Regions from separate parts of the Gossypium hirsutum genome. Here region 1 is linked to region 2. Evidence: chromatin contacts called from public Hi-C data. All regions are on one chromosome and are shown on one strand. The core of a region is the stretch at or near the end of the contact, and the rest is flanking DNA. Distances in the headings are between cores, read along the strand shown.

What was found. Hi-C and Micro-C count contacts between places; a contact is called where the count stands out from the background.
Region 1: a Hi-C map of leaf shows a contact between it and region 2, with 1.6 times the contacts expected there. The contact joins the promoter of LOC107895295 here to the promoter of LOC107895299 in region 2. A contact is called at or near these places in 4 of 34 Hi-C or Micro-C datasets (hypocotyl, leaf and petal).

The regions. Positions count from the first base shown.
Region 1 is chrA13:96,091,419-96,095,925 of Gossypium_hirsutum_v2.1, reverse strand. LOC107895295 (ADP-ribosylation factor GTPase-activating protein AGD5) reads left to right here and starts at 2,066. Exons shown (of 11, transcript XM_016820598.2): 1 at 2,066-2,422; 2 at 3,162-3,220; 3 at 3,394-3,484; 4 at 3,842-3,896; 5 at 3,993-4,083; 6 at 4,179-4,413. The coding sequence starts at 2,372. It overlaps LOC107895293, which reads right to left and starts at 688. Exons shown (of 4, transcript XM_016820593.2): 1 at 482-688; 2 at 1-19. The coding sequence starts at 556.
Region 2 is chrA13:95,920,472-95,925,506 of Gossypium_hirsutum_v2.1, reverse strand. It overlaps LOC107895299 (universal stress protein PHOS32), which reads left to right and starts at 1,780. Exons shown (of 3, transcript XM_016820608.2): 1 at 1,780-2,769; 2 at 4,563-4,609; 3 at 4,711-4,982. The coding sequence starts at 2,106. The coding sequence ends at 4,570.

The sequences.
Region 1 (4,507 bases), core at 817-3,316, 170 kb before region 2:
TTTCCATGATGAACAAGAACTAAACAAACCAACCCACCAACAAGTATAAAAAATCAAATTCGGGTTATAACAAATACTTCCAATTCTGAACTTGGATTTAACCAGTTGATTAATGAAGAAGGTCCCAATACCAAAATCTACAATTTCTAACCCTATCCCTAGACTGCAGTCTTTGCAACTAAAAAAATTCCATTTTGCTTCAAAATTCAAGAAAATTATGGAAAATAATTACTTAATGTGAACTAGATTTCTCAATATTCTTCTGTGTCATTCTTATAACGATGATAATTGAAAATATTTCCGAAAGAAAAGAGGAAAAACGGAACCAATAAATTTTTTTTTAAAAGTACCCTATTACGTAAGTGTCTCCAAATACTTAATAATTAGACCTAAATTGGATGCAGGATTTAATTACTTTTCATTTTATAATACAAACATAGTTGAAATTACAAAACAAGGGGAACAAAAAAGGGGAACTTACAGAGGTTCTCACACGAAGGAAAGGAGGCAACGTTGGGGAGGTGGGGAGAGTTATTCCGTGAAATAACGTACGCATACTGAATTAAACGCAGCGTTTCGTGGAATTATAACAAGGTTAAAAAAAATTATCATTTAAATTTAGGGAATCTTTTCAAAAAGAATTTAGGGAACAAATCGATCAGATTCCCGATTTTTTTTTGTAAGTGTTAATTTTTGTGGTAAAGATAAATAAATAATATTTATTAAATATCTTAAAAATTGTTTAAAATTTAATAATTTATTAAGGTAATGCTTGGAAAATCATTTATTAATTGGGTGGGATGTAATTACACAATCGTAATATATTTGAGTGACCATTGTAATTGATAGATTCTATCGAATTCAGTATAATTAAAACTCCCTTTTTAATTCTCAAAAAGAGGGATGGGTAATTATACTCAAATTTAATTTTAAAAAATTATTCCTATACAAGTTATACAAATTATATTATAAACATAAACATGTATTAATGTTTTGGATGATTATGACAAAACAAATTTTATATTATAAATCCTAAAAAATTACATAATACAAATAATTTGTATATTTTATAAAGTTATAACAAAAATAATATTATTATTTAAATCCTAAAAACTTTTTAAAGTTATGACCTAAAATATTTGACATGTTATAAAAGTATTATAATAAATTTATTTATAAAAAGTTATGGCTAAATATGAATATAACTTATATATTCGTTCATGTTATATATTATAAAAATAATATATTTATTCATAAAAAATATTATAATTTTTTTATCATATCTTATTTATAAAAAAAAAGGTTTCCTAAATTTATGGTAAAAATTATATTATTTATAAGTTATGTTATGAAATTTTTGGATAATTTATCAATTTTTTATAAAATTTATATATTATATATTAACTTTTACTTAGTTTATGTATTGTAAAAAGGATATAGCTTATCCTAAGTTTTTCTTTAAATTAAATATATAATTTTTTTATATTTAAAACTACAAATTATTTAGACCATAAATTCAGATATCATAAGGTCTATGCTAATTATATAGATAATTTTTTTTCATCATATCACGGGGTGCGATACTATTTGAGAAAATTTTTTTAAATTTTTTTAAATTAGCTAATCCAAGTAATAATTTAAATTATGGATAATAAATTTAGAAAAATTATTTAATACATTATTAGTGAAATTAAAAATAATAATATTATTAATATATCAAATATTTTATTTAAGAAAAACAAAACTAGGATAACTATCTTTAGACGTGAAGGATGCTTAAAATAGTAAAATTATTGAATAAAAGCGTATTAAATATGCGAAAATATCTCTAAGATAAAAATACTCACTAAAAACAAAAATCGAAATTAAAGAACGGAAAGGCAGGCAACGCATTCACACGTACGAGGTAACCGTAAATGTAAAACTCCGCGGCGCCAACCAAAGCAACAACTCCTCGCACGCGCGTGAAAAACCAAAGAGAAAATATAGGGGCCCGAAAATTCGAAACCGAAAATTCCCCGGAAATTAATAAATAAGATAATATTATAAAATATTAAAATAAAGGTCAAAGGAGCGGAGACCATTTTTTTTTCATTTAATTTTTTTATTATCATTCTGCTTTCATTTTCTTTTGAATCGCATAAAAAGTCCGAGGAGGAAGAAAACCGGAAGGGGAGAGAGAGGGAAAGAAAGAGAGAAAGAGAGGCCTGGAAAAAGACCGAATTGACCTTATCTTTCTTTCGAAATTACCCTTTCTGCTTTATGTTCGACTCTTCGTAATTGCCATCCTCTCTCTCTCTCTCTCTCTCTCTCTCTCTCACGCACGCGCGCGCGCCATAGATTTTCTTTTTCCTTTTAATTTTCTTGAAACATGAACGAGAAGGCCCACGTTTCAAAGGAACTCAATGAGAAACACCGAAAGGTGATCCTAATTTTACCATTTTTGACCTTCTTGTATTGGTTCGATCTGTGTTTGTTGTATCATTTTCCGTTGTTGCTTTTTACCTGATTTTTCTTTTATTTCTTCTGAATTTGTTGGTTATTTGATTTGAATTTATTTGTTTAATGGATTTGATCGAATCGAATGTCGAATGGCGAGTACGAGCTGATTTAAAAAATTGTTTTTTATCAATGAAATGGTGATCATATTCATTGTGATCAATGGAATTTCTTCACTAAAAAATTGCATTTTAAATAGTATCATATATTATGCTTTGCTGTTTTCGCAGATCTGAACTTGGGTTTTCTTAAATCAATTTTGCCTAATTATGCATTTCCTTTCTAATATCTTCGTCAAATTTGCTGAATATGATTGATTTGTTCGTATTTTTAAAACTTTCCAAAGGTTGATCTTTGGACATCGGGAACAATTTTATGCAATCTTCCTATGTGGCAAAGAGGCCTATAAATTAGATCTTGGAGGGCGCTAAATTCCTCCGTATTCTTTGCATGTATATGCATATGTGTACGTGTATGTATATGTATATATTATATATTATATATACATATTGTCCTGTACTTTCAATTCTTTTGCATATATGTTAACCTATATGGTATGATAGACTCATTTAATGGATGGTTTTGGTTATTGCATATTTGATGATCAGTCAGCCTGTTATCTTATCTGGATTAAAGTTCTTATCTTTTGATCTCATATGTAGATTTTGGAAGGTCTTCTAAAAATTCCGGAGAATAAGGAATGTGCTGACTGCAAATCCAAGTATGTAACAAGAAAATCAAGAAAGATTATTGGGATATCATAATATCAAATAAGGGAGTACCCAAAATAGACACTGTCTTAACAAAAGGGATACTTTGTATTGGGCATCAGTCGGCCGTGATACCATTCATTTTTATCACAGGTTCTAATAATTGTCTCTTATTTCTCTGCAGAGGTCCGAGATGGGCTAGTGTGAATTTAGGTGTCTTTATATGCATGCAATGTTCTGGGATCCACAGAAGTCTCGGGGTGCACATATCAAAGGTGATTTTCTTATCTCTGGAGTCTGGAATGCATACTTCAGTTCTTCCTGACTCAGAAAAGCTCATTGAATTGCTGACACTGTCTCAGTTTCTATACTTAATTCACATGTACATTTTGGTTTGTCACCAGTGATTGGATTGGTGTAATTACATTCTTAGAAACAAAACTTGGTACCTCAGAAATGCACTTGACATATATTCTTGGCATAATTTTTATGATAATATCTTAGACTATAAAGGATTAGAGAGGTTAGGAATTAACTTTTTGAACTGACTGGCTGTTTCTGTAGAATCAGTGAACAGACTAAGCTTTATGTTTCCCCAGAGCATGTTTGCATCTTATTGTCTCCTGCTGCAGGTTCGATCTGCTACCCTGGACACATGGCTCCCTGAGCAGGTTGCTTTTATTCAATGTAAGCTTTCTTGTTAGGTCATGAAACTGTATGATTCTGATTGATATTGATGGAGTAGAGCATACTCATATGACTATGGCTTGTCTTATTATACAGCGATGGGAAATGAGAAGGCAAACAGTTACTGGGAAGCTGAGCTGCCCCCTCATTATGATAGAGTTGGAATCGAGAACTTCATCCGTGCAAAGTAGCCATTGGTTCTTCTTCTCTTTTTTTGGGTAGTATTTAGTTTTAGTGAAGAGCATTTTTGTACTATTCCAATATTGTTGTATATTTTTATAGGTATGAGGAAAAGAGATGGATTCCTAGAAATAGAAGATCCAAATCACCACCTAGAGGGTTAGATGAAAGAGCTACTTCGCATTGGCAGAGACCCACAGAAAAAAGTGGTCATGGGCATGTTAGTAATTCTGATAATTCATTCGAGGAAAGGAGAACCAGTCAAGCATCTAGCAGAAAAGAAAACCTTCCTGCAACAAGAATTAGTCTTCCTGTTCCTCCTAAGGGACCTAATCAGGTATTAAGTTCTTTTGCTGGTTATGTACTCTCATTTCTAACTCGTCTAGAAAACCACAATCATTCATGTTTTTCTTGATGCATTTTATGTGAAT
Region 2 (5,035 bases), core at 531-3,030:
TTCTTTTTTTCCATGACTTCCATATCAACATGGTTTGCTAAGAAACTTCTCAACTGTATCGTATACTCTCCTTTCCATCCAATTGAGAATCCCCCTTTATTATCTATGCGCTTTCACATCTATTCCGTTAGTAAACCATATTTCTCACAAACTTTTTCCTTTCTTTTTTCATTCAATTTTGTTTTTATCAAAAATAAAATTTGGGGTTGTACATGCCTCACCTTGTTTCGAAGGCGATTAATCACCCGTGGATACCTAATCCACGAACGTTTCAACTTATATTTTCATTTCATCCGGTCAACACGCTTACCAGCGGCCACTGATCTCTCAATAAGTTGAATCAGTGCACCCAGACTATCATTCCTATCTGAAAGTTCATTCCTTATTCTTTATCTTTTCATTCCTTCACAAAACTCAATTGGTTTGTTCTATTGTATGGTTTCTTTTTGGCCCATTGACCACTCTTTTTGTACAAATTCGTCTCATTCTACTCCTACTTTGTTTCGAAAGTCTATCTCAAGACTAATAGAGTTATTACCCCTTTGGAAACCGCTCAACACATCTTCTCTTAGCCATTTACTATCGGCAGAAATCTCATTCCTTGATGGTGCTCTTAGTGATGAGTCTCATTCAAATTTAACTTCTTAGATCCCAATTGTCTTTCTAACCGGACATAAACCTTCCCCATGACCTAATTTTCCACATAGAAAGCAGAACAAACTAAGCATCTCATATTGAAATTAGGCATATCCATCTCATCTTTGTCCCAAAGCCAATTTTTACTTTCTTGTCAAAGCTAGTCTTACGTCAATTTTCACCCTAAATTGCATGTACCTTCATTCCCCTTTGAGATCAACACAACTTCATATTGTGTGAATTACCCTATAAAATCCCCTAGTTTCCTTGCTAACCCCTTCGATATTACCCCGAACAACAAATTATGGACTTGAATAAAAAAAATAAGTATAATTTAAAGGAATTTGCTTTAGATCTTCCTCGTTAACTAATTGATGAAAAACTATAGGATGCCTGTTGAATGACCATGGCATGCCATCCATCACCCTCTTTATATCCACCTCGTAGAAAAATCAAAATAGATATCGCTTTCCCCTAAATCTAAGATTATTACTCCCCCTAATGAATGCCATAGATCAACCAAAGTTCTTTTGTGAGAAGGAAAGTGAACTACACAATTAGTTAGTGCTTTTCCTACTAAACAAAATCGATGTTTATCATCTTCCATACTCAAATCTTTTTCACATGGAACTGGTTCCTCCTCCTCATCCTCCAGGTTTAGATTTGCGATTTCTACCTCTATTGACTATCAAATCCTTATTAGAACTCGCACTTTGTCCAAAATAGCCAAACCTTAGATTATGCTGCCTTGAAACTCAGCAAATGAAATAAAGAAAAGGCTTGCTAAAAAATCCTAGCAGACAAAAGAACTTATTTCCATTGTTTCTTTTCTTTTTTTTTTTGTAATTGTGAATATCTTTATCATGGAGTATTATTATAATTGTTGTATGTTACTTTATCTAATTATTTCCTTTATCAAATTAACATTATAGTTACTTTCTTATGTAATTTTAAATTTATATATAAGTTAAAAACTAAAAAATATCATTATCAACTATAATTAAAAATATTTATTTAAAATTAGTATTAATAATTTTCTAAACATTAAAAATGATAGTAACGGTAAAAATGTGATACATCGAAAATTAAAAAATAGAAAACAAAATGTGGATAAAAGAGCGTGGAGGGCAGGATTTGATGGTGCGCGGGCAGAGAAACAACAAAGAGAGGTTGGGCTATTCAAGAACTCAAAGTCCACTGGAACACCTCCAAGAAAAACCCAAACCCAAAGCTGCAATACAAAAAAGAAGAAAATAAAATGGTTCCAAATTCCTTTCCCACGAGAAATCTTTTCCTTTCCACATTTGTTTTTGTCGACTTTGTCTGCTCTCCACATCCCAGTCTTCAAACTCAAGTTCTTCTCCCCTTTCCCCCTTTCTCCCTTTCTTTCCCTCTCCTAAACTAACGTTTCAAACCACACTCCCTTTACCTCAAAAGCTCTCTCCTTTTCTTGTTTTTGCGGAAAGAAAATGAATCCCGCTGATAACACTGACCACCCTCAGCTTCCAACTATCAAGATCCACCACCCATCATCCCCTCACCACCCTACCTCTGCTGCTACCCCCACCCCAACATCCGGTGCCCGACGTAAGATCGGGGTAGCCGTCGACCTCTCCGATGAGTCTGCTTTTGCCGTTCGTTGGGCTGTCCAGAACTACCTCAGGCCCGGTGACGCCGTCATCCTTCTCCACGTGTCCCCCACTTCAGTACTCTTTGGAGCTGACTGGGGTCCACTCCCTCAAACCCCGCAAAACCCGGAAACTCCACAGTCCCAGAAGCAACTGGAAGACGATTTCGATGCCTTCACGGCTTCAAAGGCGGCGGATTTGGCCAAACCCTTGAAGGAAGCTGGGATTCACTTCAAGATTCATATAGTCAAAGATCATGATATGAGGGAAAGATTGTGTCTTGAGGTGGAGAGGTTGGGGTTGAGTGCTGTTATAATGGGGAGTAGGGGGTTTGGAGCTGAGAAAAGAGGGAGTGATGGGAGGTTGGGAAGTGTTAGTGATTATTGCGTGCATCATTGTGTTTGTCCTGTCATTGTTGTTAGGTACCCTGAAGATAAAGACGGCGGGGATGCCGCCCCTGTCGTCAATGTTAAGGAGACCGAGGTGGTGGAAAAAGATGGCAAAGGTTATTTCTTTTTTGTTGTTTCAATTTGATTCAGGATATCTGTACTTGTTTGCAATGATTAATTTGTGTGAATTAAGCAGTTCATTTAGCAAAGTTGCATCATATGATCTATATAGCTGATCCTGCATACTGGTTTAATTTGATTTTGGTTTTTAATGACTGAAATTTGGTTACTTGGCAGTGTTTAGATGTTTAATGAGGATGGTCTTAGTGTTTACTTTCTTGATTAATGTGTTTAAAATGTTTTAGATGATGATTAGGTGCACAGCAGCGTAATGTGATTTATATGGCTGATGACATTTAGCTGGAAAGGGCTTAAATTGTTGGTGTTATGGTGGATACAATATTTAAGTTAGCGTAGGTTGGTTTTTCTTGGTATGAATTAGGTTTTCTTGTTAAATTTTAGCATATTATCATCCCAGTAGATAACCACATATTGGGAAAAGTTGTATTTTTTAAAATCAAAATTTGGTTTCTTGGCAAGTTTATTGTTACTTAATTTGGAAGGTTTCAGTAGTTTTTCATCACATTAGCGGATAAAATGCTGCATGGTAATATAACAGGATATTTATTTTACACTTCCCAGGTAGTGTGGGAAATGCTTAGTTTCGTGTTATTTGTGTAGCTTTTATATTGTTTAGTCTAATTCTTACTATTAGACAGGCGGATAAGATTAGTTCTGCCCTCTTGAATTATGTTGCTGGTTACAACTTAATTGAGAAGGAGATGCAAGATGGGTGATTGACAACAGAGCTAATGAGTTAATAAGGAAGGCATGTGGTGTGTGGTGTTCTTGGTGTATAAACAGGTTGTGCATGTTATTGCTAACTTGGTATAATAACAAGTGAGTCGTCCATGAATGTTCATATCAAGTAAGCAAATGTGCATAAAGAATTGATAGGAATAGTTTTCCTTGCTTTGAGTTTCGTTATGGATGTTATGTTGTTAAATTTGGAGCTGACTGAAATATGAATCAGTGATTGGAAATGATGATTTGATTAAGGAGGACGATATCTAGTAGTGTGGTGTGCTTGATGTTGGTACTATGACTTGGTGTATAAGAAAGACATGCAGATAGTGATTACAATTATTTGTTAACCTGTTTAGTCTGTGGACATCCAAGCATGAATATATGATATATGGTTATGAGTGACTGCAAAACTGGAAAGTTTGGTCCGCTCATGAAGTTTTCAGTTCATTGTGTTTTGAGCAGTTTTTTGTCTACTTAGGGGTTAAGATGAATCAAGATGATGCTTGAAGGAATTGGTATTTCTAGTTTTGGAAATTAAGATGATTGATTGGAGCGTAAAAAGACTATCAGAAGCTTTTGTTATGGGAGGCACAAATAGTCACATGATTAATAGTTACTTTAGCTGGGAGAATATGGGAAGTTAAATTGCTTCAGTGTGATTTCCTCTCTCGATTTCATATATTTTACTTCACTACATACCATTAAGTGTTTTATCTGCCATGGTGGGTAAGGTAGAAAATATTTGGATTCCAATTTGGGAAGTTAATTTGGGAGGGAAAAGATAACTACAGATGCTACATGATATGCCTTGATCACGCACAATTTCCTTGTCTTTATTTGCTTATTTAGGCCATTGATTGTGAAACACGGTTGAACTACATATGAGCTTGCTTGTTATGAAATCCATCACATGTTCTAGTAGCAATGCTTTCTGAGTTTTTTCATGTACTTCAGTTTAATATGAATTTTGTTTGAGTTGCTGAATTATTGAACTTACCACATCTTGTAATTTAACAACTGTTAAATGCTTCTTTCATTGCAGATGCTTAGCAAGTTCCTGGTAATTTCAGATTATACTATCAGTACCAGGTTATTGATGTTGAAATATCTTAAACAATAAGTCACATTTGTTATTCATTTTTTCAGTACTCTAATCTAATCGATTTTGTCTTGCTTTTCTTGTGTTGTAGATAGCATAGAGAAGGCTCTCATTCGTGAGGGATTCACCGGCACGAAGATAAGTCATTGAAATGCTTGGTTAAAAGATGTTGGGTTTTTTTCCCCTGCTTTCATCTCTTCTTTGTATAAGTCTATGTATTGATGATGTTTATTGTATGGTTGGTGAGGTTCTTGATTTCGATTTTAATGGTGCTCGAGGCTTTACTGCAATGTGATATACTGTCAGATGACATTGGTGTCGACATTTGGTTTCGGTTTTATGAGGTATTCATGTTTTCTTTGATACCATAGTGCAGGGCATAAAATATTAACATTTTCCATGAACTTCTCTTTCGA